Linked DNA regions of Zea mays: region 1 is linked to region 2. A link is a contact called in public Hi-C data. All regions are on one chromosome and are shown on one strand. The core of a region is the stretch at or near the end of the contact, and the rest is flanking DNA. Distances in the headings are between cores, read along the strand shown.

Region 1 (7,165 bases), core at 1,631-4,130, 210 kb before region 2:
AGACAGTGTCCGGTGCGCCAGGCTGGCTTCCGGTGAACATGCCACTCTCGGGAAAAATCGACGGCGTACGACTATAATTCACCGGACCGTCCGGTGGTGCACCGGACTGTCTGGTGAGCCAACTGTCGCCAGCGCAACGGTCGGCCGCGCAATCCGCGGGCGACGCGTGGCCCGCGCCAACGGTCGGCAGGGGCACCGGACTGACCGGTGTGCACCGGACAGTGTCCGGTGCGCCAACTGCCACGAATCTACAACGGTCGTCTGCGCCAGAAAAGGAAGGAGATCCGCACCGAACTGTCTACAGTGACTGTCCGGTGGTGCACCGGACTGTCTGGTGCGCCACCCGACAGAAGGCAACTTTGGCGTTCCTTGTTGGCCTCCAACGACTCCTAGCTGCCTTGGGGCTATAAAAGGGGGCCCTAGGCGCATGGAGGAGCTACCCAAGCATTCACTAAGCATTCTAAGTCTCCCACACTCCATCTCCGCGCACTTGCTCGATTGTGTTAGTGATTTGAGCTTCGTTCTAGTTGTGAACTCTTTGTGCTTCATTTTGAGCTCAAGTCTTGGCTTGTGTGCGTGTGTGTGTGCGTTGCTCCCCAACCTTACTCTTGTGCTTTCATTGTGATCTTTGTTGTAAGGGCGAGAGACTCCAACTTGTGCAGATTCCTCGCAAACGGGAAAAAGAGATAAGGAAGAAAAGTCGTGGTATTCAAGCTGATCATTGGATCACTTGAAAGGGGTTGAGTGCAACTCTCGTCCATTGGGACACCACAACGTGGAAGTAGGCAAGTGTTACTTGGCCAAACCACGGGATAAAATCGCGTGTCTCTTGTGTGCTTTCTATTTGATTATCTGTGTTCACAAGAACTGGTTTCAAGCTACTTAGCCGTTCTAACTTTCATAATCAAGTTTTTGTGGCTATTAGTGTTGAATTTTATAGGATCACCTATTCATCCCCCCTCTAGGTGCTCTCAAAAGGCTACTAAAGAGGGAGTCACAAAAGCTTACTAGAAGGAAGAAGATCATGATATGAAAATAGCTTGGTTGAGGATAGGACTGTCTAAACCATCAGCCACTAAAAGCTTGTCGGTTGAACTTTACTTGGCACATGTTCATATGATTATTCCAACAGATCCCACTAAAGGTTAATATTGAGTCCCACTAAGCCAACATGTCCCAATAGTAATGGTATGCTAAAGCTAATATGATTATTCCAACATATCCCACTGAACCATTTGCATTGCAGTGAAGTTTGAGAACATCAGTAATGCATCTACCACCAATGTAGGTTCATGCAGCAAGGCAAGCTAAGCTTATATAAGCTGCATTCATAGTGGCAACAGAAATATATATTGTTTCAAATGAATTCATGGCATTTATCCAAGACTTCTTCATCTATTGAGTCAAGAACTAAGCAATCAACATAACAACCAATTCATAGTAACCATAAAGTTTAACACAGAAAATTAATCGAAGGAAAATGGACAAGTTTCATTCCATTTGCAGCTTTGTCGAAGGATGTAGAGAAGCCATCGTTGCTTCCAAACGTGGATGATGCAAATGGATCTACGACAACCCTGTCAAGTCCTGGCAGCAAAGGGCGGGAAGGTCCTCCACCTTGGTTTGTTGCTTGCAAAGCGCCTCCACCGTCGCAGTCGATGGATCCAGCGCCAACCATCTGCCTTTAGGGAATCCTACTTCCGATGAAAGGCGTCGACATATTTGAAGAACCAGAGCGTGCGATCGGTATCTGACGCTGCCACCTCCACCACCGCACAAGCCTCTTCCTCCGCCTCATCCACCGCCGCACAAGCCTCTACCGCCTCCTCCACCGCCGCTCGAGCCTCTCCGCCTTCTACCACCACTAGTACTACATGCGAGGCAAAAACGTGGGAAGCAACTAAGGACACGCGGTAGGGCGATTAGGGGAAATCTCGTGACATGGAAATTTGCGAGACCAAAGCCAACGGATGCGAGACGTGAAGCTATTGAGGAGAAGAAGGGGGACTGTTGGAGGGGCAACAACTATTTTCCCCTAGAAACGCTATTGGGTTGTTTTACACTGTCGGTTGGAGTTGTTCTAAGGCTGTTCGCACTCGTCTACTCCAAAGCCAATTGTAGTCACATTTTACGGTAAATATTGGTGCACTGGAGTACTACATGTGCTACTGCATTCTCCAGTAGGCCCTCCTGTACCCCAAATGTGGAGTCCATGGTGTTCGATACCATCACACACTCTCTTTCACGGTGTCGCAACCGAGACAAAGACAAAGCAGGTGGGTGGTGGGACTTGCGGTGGATGTGTTGATATATATATTGATAAAAATGTGACAGTTTACATAGGGTTGAGATGTTTGGGATGGCTACAGGTTCCAGTTCTAGTGTTGAACTGTAGTTTATAATATAAATTTAAATAGTTTTAAAAATAGTTTTGATCTAAATAATAAACATTGCACATGGTTGAGATGTTTGGGATGGCTACAGTTCCAGTTCTAGTGTTGAAATGTAGTTTATAATATAAATTTAAATAGTTTTAAAAATAGTTTTGATCTAAATAATAAACAAAATTACTTATCTAAATGCCTTTTAAACACAACTACAGTTTTACGATTTTTAGAGTATCTAATGATCTGCTCCACTAACTCTATCAGATTTTCTGAAGTTGGACGTATCTTAAACATGACCTATGAAGTAGTTGTAGATGCAAGAGTTTGAATAAATGTATTTCAAAATGTTAATGACGCAGACCAAATATTTTTTTTTAAATAGAAATTTAGGGTACGATGAGTGCCGATTGCCTAAACCCCGAAATTATAAAGAAAACCGCCTCGGCCGCAACTTGACTATCTTTGTGAGGACCTTCAACCATCTCAGGCGGAATGGCGGCTTCTGGTGAGGGCGCGTCGCTGCCGTCTCCGGCGGGCGGGGAGGATGCGCACCGCCGCCGCGTCAGCTATTTCTACGAGCCGTCGATCGGAGACTACTACTACGGGCAAGGTCACCCGATGAAGCCCCACCGCATCCGAATGGCGCACTCGCTGGTGGTCCACTACGGCCTCCACCGCCTCCTCGAGCTCTCCCGCCCCTACCCGGCCTCTGAGGCCGACATCCGCCGCTTCCACTCCGACGACTACGTCGCTTTCCTCGCGTCCGCCACCGGAAACCCGGGTGTCCTCGACCCGCGCGCCATTAAGCGCTTTAACGTCGGTGAGGACTGCCCCGTGTTCGACGGTCTCTTCCCCTTCTGCCAGGCCTCCGCTGGGGGAAGCATCGGCGCCGCCGTCAAGCTTAACCGCGGGGACGCCGACATCACCGTCAACTGGGCGGGCGGCCTCCACCACGCCAAGAAGAGCGAGGCCTCCGGGTTCTGCTACGTCAACGACATCGTCCTCGCCATCCTCGAGCTCCTCAAGTTCCACAGGGTTCGCGTGTTAATTTACCTTTTACTAGTTACATTTAAATGTTGGACACTTGGCTTTGTTTTCGGAGGAGAGAGTTTATTAGATTAATTGCTGGATTTAGATGTGAAGTTTTAGTGATTTTTTGATCGGTTCATGTGATTGTTGAGCATTTGTGATTCTTGTGAGTGGATGAGTAGGACACTGATCTGGAGATTGCTTTGAGTTTCACAGGGGCAACAGATTTTGCATTTCCAATTCAGTAACCACTTAAGTTATAGGGGCACTAATCTGAACTCTTTGGCTTTGGTTGGTCAACTTCCATCGTTGGAGGGGAGGGTTTATTAGGTCTAGATTTGGATATCGAATGTAATGGTTTCTAATGGCGTTGATGTTAGGGTTTTGGGATTTGTGGGTGGAGCGCCTTAAAGTTTTGCAGGAGCAAAAGTTTGTTTGTCATGATGCCCAATTCAGAGACCCATGTGATTAATTTATATACTATTTGTTTGCTTCCAGTCAAACTAGGAGTTTAAGGAACTGTTTGTAATGCATTTCAGAAGTTTGGGTTGTCCTATGTGTAGATGTTTATTGCTTTATGCTATTAGAGCTTGGTATTTGTGTGCAACTGCACGTGTTTGACTTTGACTGCCTTCTTTTTGTAATTTTAGATTATGTATGTGAGAATATACTGGTGATCATCATTTTCTGGTATTTATAAACATCTTAAAAGGGAAATGGCAAGTGGAAGCTGCTTTCATTTGCTTTCTAAACAACACTGCCATGTTGCTAGTACAAAGGGTTTGTCGGAGCTTTTGCTGCTGCCTCCTAAAGGTCGTGTTAGTTGTTCGGGTTGAGCGTTTTTTTTTTCAGTTTCAGTCACGTGTGTTCCTTGAACAAGTAAGGTGTAGCATGAATTTGTCTCTTGTAATTATTTTCTCTACTTCTTAAAACTACGATACGAAGTCTTCCTCTGTATTCGAGAGAGAGAAAACTGCCCTATTGCCAAAGAAAGCCGTTTCTCCATCTTTTGTTGAAACCATGTCTACTTTCACATGCCTAGTTATTCTGTACCTAATGTGAACTAATGCCTATTTACTCAGTGCATGCGTACTTGTGTTCTGCCAATGGCTTCTCCTTGAGACGGTGAAAGTTTTTTTTAAGGATTTGATGCTTTGGAACTAAGCACAATTTTTGGTAAAAAGGGTGTGTATTTCAGATGAGTTCATGGTGAATGTGGTCCCCCAGGATCTAATTCTAACAATAGAATGATGTGTTATCAACTTGGATATCATTACTGTTTCTTGGATTAATGGAGTTGAGTTTTTGAGAGTGGATATGCATGGAATGTTTTTTTCCAAAACATGTTATTGTTTCAAGCATTGATGTTTTTTGTCAATGGAGTAGGGTGTTGATCTGGACATTACATTGAAGTTCACAGGGGCAACAGAATTTTGTTTGTCTTCATGCCAATCCAGCAAATGTTTCCATTATTGAGGCTATTCTGTACTCTTTGCTTGGGTTGTTATAGTGTTATATCACTTGAGGAAAGGGTTTATTTTGTTGCTTGCTAGATTTAGATGCAGATGTTCAGTTGTTTTTTGTAGATGGATTAACTGTTTGAAGCATTGATTTTGGGTGTTTTTTTTGTGTGGATGTAGTAGCGCACTAATCACCAAGAGTTGGAGATGGCTTTGATTTTCACAGGGACAAGAGAATTTTGTTTGTCGTGATGCCGAATTCGTTGACCAGTGCCATTATAGGCGCTGTTGTGTGAAAGTAACCCATGGGATAATTTTATTCGAGTTTGCTTCCACTAAAACTAGGAGTTCCACGGAACTGAGCAGTGGTGTGTTTCTGCAATTTTGAATTGTCGTATGTGGATATATTTATTACTTTATGCTATTAGTGAGGGCTGGCCTGGTATGTGTGTATAACCTTGTGTGTTTAACTTGATGACTTTCTGTGTGATTTAAACTGCCTCTGTGGTCATCACAACCTTATTTGGATTTGTAACCATCTTAAAAAGTAAATGACAAGTTGGAGTTGCTTTGGTTACTCTGCTATTCTATTCAACACTGTCCTTTGGCCAGAACACCATCTTTTTTTTGAAAGTTGAAACTGTTATTTTGTGCCTAATTTGAACTAAGTCAGGTCTTATATTTACTCACTGCATGCTCTGTTCTGTTTGCTGATAGCCTATCCTTGAGATGGCAAAAGATATATTCTAATTTTATGCTTTGTAACTTGGAAGCGCCAATTTTGGTATATGAGTGTATACTACAGATAAAAAAGGGTGAATGTGCCCTCAAGGGAATCTAATTCTAACAATAGAAATATATGTTTGCTGATACTATATGACTTGAATATCATTCACATTTCTTGGTCGTAGTTTTACTTTTATATGCATGATTTTTTTTTTGGAACATGCTTATTGCTGATCAGGGTGGGTATTTTGACCATTTTAAATGTGAGATAGATGCCCCTCTTATTCTGGTTTTTGCTTTTAAACTTCAAACAGTATGCTGGTAACTGGTTTATGATTCCAATCTATCAGTTCAGTCTTTTTCTTGCAAATACATATTTCATCCAGTTTTCTGCCACTTTGAGTGCCGTAAGATGATGCTGTTTTGTTTAGGTATATGTTTCCTGATGAAATATCACCACTCACTTATGCATATTCTGCAAGCATTTTTAGATAAATACTACTAAATACTAATACAGTTGAAGGGATTGTCAACAAATATGTTAGTTAAGAAACAGTCAGGTTTCCTTTGTATATGCTTCTTGTCAGCCTTTTTGTTCAGCCTATAAAATATTTACGCATTCATACACACTATGCCACATATGTACTTTGATTATATAGCTCTGATAGCTATATTGTCCATTTGTTCCAGCGTGTGCTATATGTAGACATTGATGTCCACCATGGAGATGGCGTGGAGGAGGCCTTCTTCACTACAAACCGAGTCATGACTGTTTCCTTTCACAAGTATGGGGATTTTTTCCCTGGTACTGGACATATCACTGACGTTGGGGCAGCCGAAGGGAAGCATTATGCTCTGAATGTTCCCCTGAGTGATGGTATCGATGACACCACCTTTCGTGGTCTGTTTCAATGCATCATTAAGAAAGTTATGGAGGTTTATCAGCCAGACGTGGTTGTCCTCCAATGCGGAGCTGACTCTTTGGCTGGAGACAGGTTAGGTTGCTTCAACCTGTCTGTGAAGGGTCATGCTGACTGCCTCCGTTTCCTTAGGTCGTACAATGTTCCTATGATGGTTTTAGGTGGTGGAGGTTACACCATCAGAAATGTTGCACGCTGCTGGTGCTACGAGGTATTGTTTTTCTCTCTTATTCCAAATTCAGCTGAATGTGGTAGTGTGTTAGAATTTGTCAGTTGCCAGTGTTGATAGAATTGGGTTGTAATGCAGACCGCAGTTGCTGTTGGAGTTGAACCTGATAACAAGCTGCCTTACAATGATTACTATGAGTACTTTGGCCCTGATTATACTCTTCATATCCAACCAAAAAGTGTTGAAAACCTGAATACCACAAAGGACTTGGAGAACATAAAGTAAGTGTACTGTTTGCTGTCAGTATGACATTCATTTATTGTAATTTGTTCCAGATGCTTCATTGTCGAGCACTTGGAATGAAATAGTTATATTTTTTTTCTTATGCAAGTCATTGAGAAATCAGAGTTTCTTATAATTCCATTTCTCAACGATGCATCATCTGGACACCTATGTTTGACACTATGGCATACA
Region 2 (6,710 bases), core at 678-3,177:
GTCCAAACTTTCGGCTTTGAATCTGTATCAAAGTTGAACAAGGTTCATCCATGAAAAGTTGGTTGATTAAGCTCCAAAGATCGACTTTCAGAACTGACCATCACTTTTTGGCTGTGTTGAAAAAAAAACAACAACAACACTGGGTTCAACCAAGGTCCAACACAAACGTGTTTGGTCTTAACTTATTGCCCAACGTTGTCACCGATTGTAAAGTACACATGTTGCACTTCAACGTTTATTTGGGCATATTTTCAAGTGTTTAATCAGAATTTCAAAATCTACTTCCTCAAAGTGATATTTTTTTAGTTGATTACAAGATCACAAACTATGGATAGATGTCATATGTGCACTATATATGAATGATGCATCACAAACTATGAATGACTTAGCAAGGTCAAGGTTTCATAAGGTACTTAAAACCTTGGTATTACATAAATCTAACTGAAACAATCATATAAGTTAATGATCTTCCAGTATATTAAATTTTAATGTTCCTTACTATAATGACTACACGTGCCATGGACTAGCTAATCATAGACGAGTTCCACTCCAGTTATAGAAAAGATCTTTAATATTAAGAGCATTTTCAAGAGTCTTTTTTAAACTCGCTTTCTAAATCTTGTTTGGAGAGCCATATGAATAAAAATTACTCTATACTTTCTTTCTCTCCAATTTGTACACGCTCTAGAGAATCAGCCCTACTCTCCATAATATTTAAATATCTTACTAAAAAACATTGAAGACTATTTTTTGTTAAAATCTTTATTCCTATCAATATAGAAGGAATCAATATAGAAGGATATTAAGCACCTGTTGAAGTTTGCTTTACCCAGCGTGGATGCATTGCATTATTCACTGCAATTGCATCCTATCGTAGAACATATGTTATAGAGAACTTTAAATTCGTACCCTTAGTTCATCGTCACTGTCCAGTTTTGCCTCTCTCTTATTTAGGGCTGGTTCGGTGACAAGTGAATTGAAGAAGATACATGGGTAGGAAATCCTTTGCTATTCCCTTGTCACGAAACCAACCCTTATTGTATTAGATGGACCCTGGAACGTGATGATAGTGATTATATTGTATCTGATATACAGTTAGTATCATAGCAAGCAATCCCAAGTGATGCTATAAATTTTATTTGAATAAATACACCCATATGTATATGATGCTGTAAGAAAGAAAACAATAGAACCACAGTAGGTTTTATATAGTTCTTTTTTTGTTTAGTTGATTTTGTACAGCATGAATCAATACGTACGAGGTATTATTCTCCCATTGCAACCGCACAGATACTCATCTTAGTAAAATACAAAAAACTAAAACAGGAAAGAGTCTGTCTTGACCTTTTGTTTTCATCCTATTAACACGTCGTTAAAACTTACTAAAAATTTAGTGATACATGGTAGTTTAGGCTATTTTTAACGATGGTTTTATTCATATTTAATAGTGTGCCACATCATCAGATTTTTAAACATGGCATCATATTTAAGAGGATTGAGTTTTATGGGATAAAATTAGTTTTATAGAGATGAAACTATGTCAACTCGTTTCCAAGATCTTAGAAACTATATGAAACATCCATTAAGATTGATTTATTTCATATAAATATAATTACTAACTTCTATTAGCCATTGAGTTGCGACATTTAATTGATATGTTATCCTATAAAATAGTAACATAAAATAGTATTGAGAGACATTTTTAATTCATAGTTTCATCGCATTTATGTGACAGGGTTGGAAATACTTGTGCACTTGCCCGTAGACCCAAATTCGGGCACGCCTTGTGTTGGTTCCTAGAAAAACTACAGTATAGTAAATAAGGCTGGCTTTTGCGATGCAAATGGTACAAAAAGCGACCGCACACAGCAAAAGGCTAAAGAGGTCGGGTCCAAGTTTGACCGCACCACGAGCCCGGCATGCGCACGCAAAACAAAAACAAAGAATATCACCAGAGTTCCAAATCTGCCCCGACATCTTCGTCGGAATCTTGCCAAATCATCCCGACTACTCCTGCTCCATTTCCGGGTCATTTTTATTTTTTGGTTTCGTCCGGCCGGCACAGCAGCCTGCTTTGCTCGCGATCGACCAGTGTTTTCCTGGTTGCTCATCCCCTCCACCCCACCTTGTGGCCCCGTGTCCGGCTCTCCAACCGCAACGGCGACGGCGAGGAGTTCCACCCCTTGGCCGCCTATGAAATGATGTGCTCTTGATGCGGTTTACGGCCACGAAGAAATTACTGAACCGAACCAAGGTTGGAATTCTGTATCTGTCTCACCTTTCTTTTCTTTTCTTTTCTATATAAGATAACAAGTATACATAAATAACTTCCATTTGGTTTTGTCTTGCTAGCATTTCTATCGAACAGATTGCGGGCAGACTTACTTGCTCATAGTTGAGCAGTTAATTGCATATCGGTTTTGCTTTGCACTCACGTAGCTACGTGTATTTTCTATCTCAAAATTTCACGAAGTGTTCAAATGATTCCGGGCGGAGGATATTGATTATTTAAATAAAAAACAAATTCGGTTCTTTCGCATGCAGGCGCACTCGAATTCCCTCAGGATTAACCCCGCTTCGATGTGAAGCGACGCAGAGCAGAGCAGAGCGCCAATTTATGGTCTTCTCCTTCTCCCCATCATCTGGACAGCAGGAAGAAGGCATCCATGGGCGCCGCTCGTACGGCGGCGCCGGTCTTTATGCTGCTGCTGCTGCTCCACCTGTCGCCGCGCGCGGTTGCTGCCGGGACAGGCGACGAGGCAGCGGCGCTGCTCGCGTTCAAGCGCGCCTCCGTAGCCGCCGACCAGGCCGGCAGGCTCGCGAGCTGGGCGGAGCCCAACTCGACCTCCGGCTCCGCCTCGCCGTGCGAGTGGGCCGGCGTCTCGTGCGTGGGCGGCCACGTCCGTGCGCTCGACCTCAGCGGCATGTCCCTCGTCGGCCGCCTCCACCTAGACGAGCTGCTCGCGCTCCCGGCGCTCCGGAGCGTCCTCCTCGGTGGCAACGCCTTCCACGGCGACCTCACCCACCGGGCCCCGCCGCGGTGCGCGCTCGTGGACGTGGACCTGTCGTCGAACGCTCTCAACGGGACGCTGCCCCGGGCGTTCCTGGCGTCCTGCAGCAGCCTGCGGCTGCTGAACCTGTCCGGCAACACCTTCACCGGCGGAGGCGGCTTCCCGTTCGCGTCGTCGCTGCGGACGCTCGACGTGTCCAGGAACGAGCTGTCAGACGCCGGCTTGCTGAACTACTCCCTGAGTGCCTGCCACGGCATTCGGCACCTGAACCTCTCGGCCAACCAGCTCACCGGAGAGCTCCCACCACGGTTCGCGCAGTGCAGCCAGGTTTCTGTTCTTGATCTCTCAGGGAACCTCATGTCCGGCGCCCTCCCCGGCAGGCTCTTGGCCACGGCGCCGGCCAGTTTGACACGCCTGAGCATCGCTGGGAACAACTTCTCCGGGGACATCTCCAGGTATCAGTTTGGTGGCTGTGCAAATCTCTCCGTGCTTGATCTTTCGTACAACAGACTGAGCGCCACCATAGGGTTGCCACCGAGTCTTGCCAATTGCCACCACCTCAGGGAACTAGACATGTCTGGGAACAAGATTCTGTCGGGCCGAGTACCGGAGTTCCTGGGGGGCTTCCGAGCATTGCGGCGACTCGGACTTGCCGGGAACAACTTCACCGAGGAAATCCCGGATGAGCTGAGCCTCCTGTGCGGAACGCTGGTTCAGCTAGACTTGTCAAGCAACCAATTGGTTGGCGGTTTGCCAGCGAGCTTCTCAGGATGCAGATCGCTTGAGGTGCTCGATCTGGGTAGCAACCAGCTGTCAGGTGACTTTGTGATCACTGTGATCAGCAAGATCTCTTCTCTGCGTGTGCTGAGGCTGCCGTTCAACAATATCACAGGCACAAATCCTCTGCCCACGCTAGCAGCTGGCTGCCCTTTGCTTGAAGTCATTGATCTCGGGTCTAACATGCTGGAAGGAGAGATCATGCCCGAGCTGTGTTCATCTTTGCCATCACTCAGAAAGCTGCTCCTACCCAACAACTACATCAATGGAACCGTGCCGCCCTCACTCGGCAACTGCAGTAATCTGGAGTCACTGGACCTCAGCTTCAACCTCATGGTTGGTCCGATCACGCCTGAAGTACTGTTGCTTCCTAAGCTTGTTGATTTGGTCATGTGGGCAAACAGTCTCTCCGGTGAGATACCAGACACGCTATGCTCCAACAGCACAGCACTGAAGACACTGGTCATAAGCTACAACAACATAACCGGAGTGATCCCTGTCTCCATCACCAGGTGCGTGAATCTCATATGGCTGTCACTTGCCGGCAACAGCATGACCGGGAGTGTCCCCGCCGGCTTCGGGAACCTCCAGAAGCTCGCCATTCTACAGCTGCACAGGAACTCACTCTCTGGTCCTGTGCCAGCAGAGCTTGGTCGCTGCAGCAACCTCATCTGGCTTGATCTCAACAGCAACAACTTCTCCGGTGCGATACCGCCGCAGCTAGCAGCACAGGCAGGGCTCATCACTGGAGGCATGGTTTCTGGGAAGCAGTTCGCGTTCCTGAGGAATGAGGCTGGCAACATCTGCCCAGGTGCTGGAGTGCTGTTCGAGTTCTTTGACATCCGTCCGGAGCGGCTGGCCCAGTTCCCTGCTGTGCACTCGTGTGCCTCCACGAGGATATACACTGGGATGACAGTGTACACCTTCAACCAAAGTGGGAGCATGATATTCCTTGATCTCTCGTACAACAGCCTCACAGGCACAATTCCGGCGAGCCTGGGGAACATGACGTATCTTGATGTCCTTAACCTGGGGCATAATGACCTTACCGGTGCAATTCCAGATGCGTTCACAGGGTTGAAGGCGATTGGTGTCCTTGACCTCTCGCACAATCACCTCACCGGTGTCATCCCTGCTGGACTGGGGTGTTTAAATTTCCTAGCTGACTTCGACGTCTCCAACAACAACCTCACTGGTGAGATACCCACGTCAGGGCAGCTCAGTACATTTCCAGCATCCCGTTTTGAGAACAACTCCGGCATCTGTGGCATCCCCTTGGATCCTTGCACGCACAATGCCAGCACTGGAGGTGTTCCTCAAAACCCCTCTAACGTGCGGAGGAAGTTTCTCGAAGAGTTCGTGCTCCTTGCAGTGTCGCTCACCGTGCTCATGGTGGCCACCTTGGTTGTCACTGCATACAAGCTCAGGAGGCCCCGTGGGAGCAAAACTGAAGAGATTCAAACTGCTGGGTATAGCGACAGCCCCGCATCGTCCACCAGTACAAGCTGGAAGCTTTCTGGTTCCAAAGAGCCACTGAGCATCAATCTGGCGATATTTGAGAATCCGTTGAGGAAACTAACATATGCCCACCTGCATGAGGCTACCAATGGCTTCAGCTCGGAAGCTCTTGTTGGCACAGGAGGATTCGGTGAGGTTTACAAGGCTAGGCTCATGGATGGCAGCGTTGTGGCTGTCAAGAAGCTGATGCATTTCACAGGCCAGGGCGACCGGGAGTTCACTGCAGAGATGGAGACCATTGGCAAGATCAAACATCGCAATCTTGTGCCGTTGCTAGGCTACTGCAAAGTTGGCGACGAACGTCTGCTTGTGTACGAGTACATGAATAATGGAAGCCTGGATGTCTTGCTCCATGAAAGGGACAAGACTGATGTGGGTCTTGATTGGGCAACAAGGAAGAAGATTGCAGTTGGCTCGGCAAGAGGACTGGCCTTCCTCCACCATAGTTGCATCCCACACATCATACACCGGGACATGAAGTCAAGCAACGTGCTTCTTGACGATAATCTCGATGCCTACGTATCGGATTTCGGAATGGCGCGGCTCGTGAATGCTGTTGACTCACATCTAACCGTGAGCAAGCTCTTAGGAACACCTGGTTATGTGGCTCCCGAGTACTTCCAGTCGGTTATTTGCACAACTAAGGGCGACGTCTACAGCTATGGCGTTGTTCTTCTGGAGCTTCTCTCAGGGAAAAAACCAATCAATCCGACTGAATTCGGCGACAATAATCTCATCGACTGGGCAAAGCAGATGGTTAAGGAGGACCGGTGCAGCGAGATATTTGATCCTATATTGACCGACACAAAATCCTGCGAGTCGGAGCTGTACCAGTATCTGGCGATTGCTTGCCAGTGCTTGGACGATCAACCTAGTCGCAGACCTACGATGATCCAGGTCATGGCAATGTTCAGTGAGTTTCAGATTGACTCTGGCAGCTTCTTCTTGGACGGCTTCTCGCTCGATTCAGATAGAGGAATCATCTGAAAAAAAATGTGTAAATGTTATTGATCCCTGCAGATTATATGATTCACTGGATTTAGGTATTAGCTTAGCCATGTTTAACTCATGTTAACAGGATACAAACAGATGTAAATTTGTTTCGGTTGCCGTACATAGTACACAACAGCTTCAACACAGATACCATATAGAGTTGTTTCACAAGATGGCACCGGTTTAGTTGAACTGATTGATGGCATATAAGCTTGGAACTTGTACATTTATCTTCATTGTCCTCGCTAAAAAAGTAAAAAAATAGCTTTTGCCAATTATATTGACATTACTGACTTCAATTAGGCTGTCTCATTCGGAATCATGTTACCTTCATAAAACCTAGCAACCTAAAGATTGTATGCCTGCTATGGTAACCTGTTATTGAACCAGTTCATGGTACTAGGTGGTGCT

The links. A called contact is a pair of places that touch in the nucleus more often than the background predicts.
Region 1: a contact with region 2 is called in a Hi-C map of ear, with 2.0 times the contacts expected there. The contact joins the promoter of HDA108 here to the promoter of LOC103653350 in region 2. A contact is called at or near these places in 2 of 25 Hi-C or Micro-C datasets (ear and tassel).

The regions. Positions count from the first base shown.
Region 1 is chr4:68,667,561-68,674,725 of Zm-B73-REFERENCE-NAM-5.0, reverse strand. HDA108 (histone deacetylase 108) reads left to right here and starts at 2,880. Exons shown (of 6, transcript NM_001111431.1): 1 at 2,880-3,422; 2 at 6,293-6,733; 3 at 6,830-6,972. The coding sequence starts at 2,880.
Region 2 is chr4:68,457,639-68,464,348 of Zm-B73-REFERENCE-NAM-5.0, reverse strand. LOC103653350 (brassinosteroid LRR receptor kinase BRL3) reads left to right here and starts at 1,927. Exons shown (of 3, transcript XM_020552551.3): 1 at 1,927-2,254; 2 at 2,545-6,274; 3 at 6,276-6,535. The coding sequence starts at 2,667. The coding sequence ends at 6,381.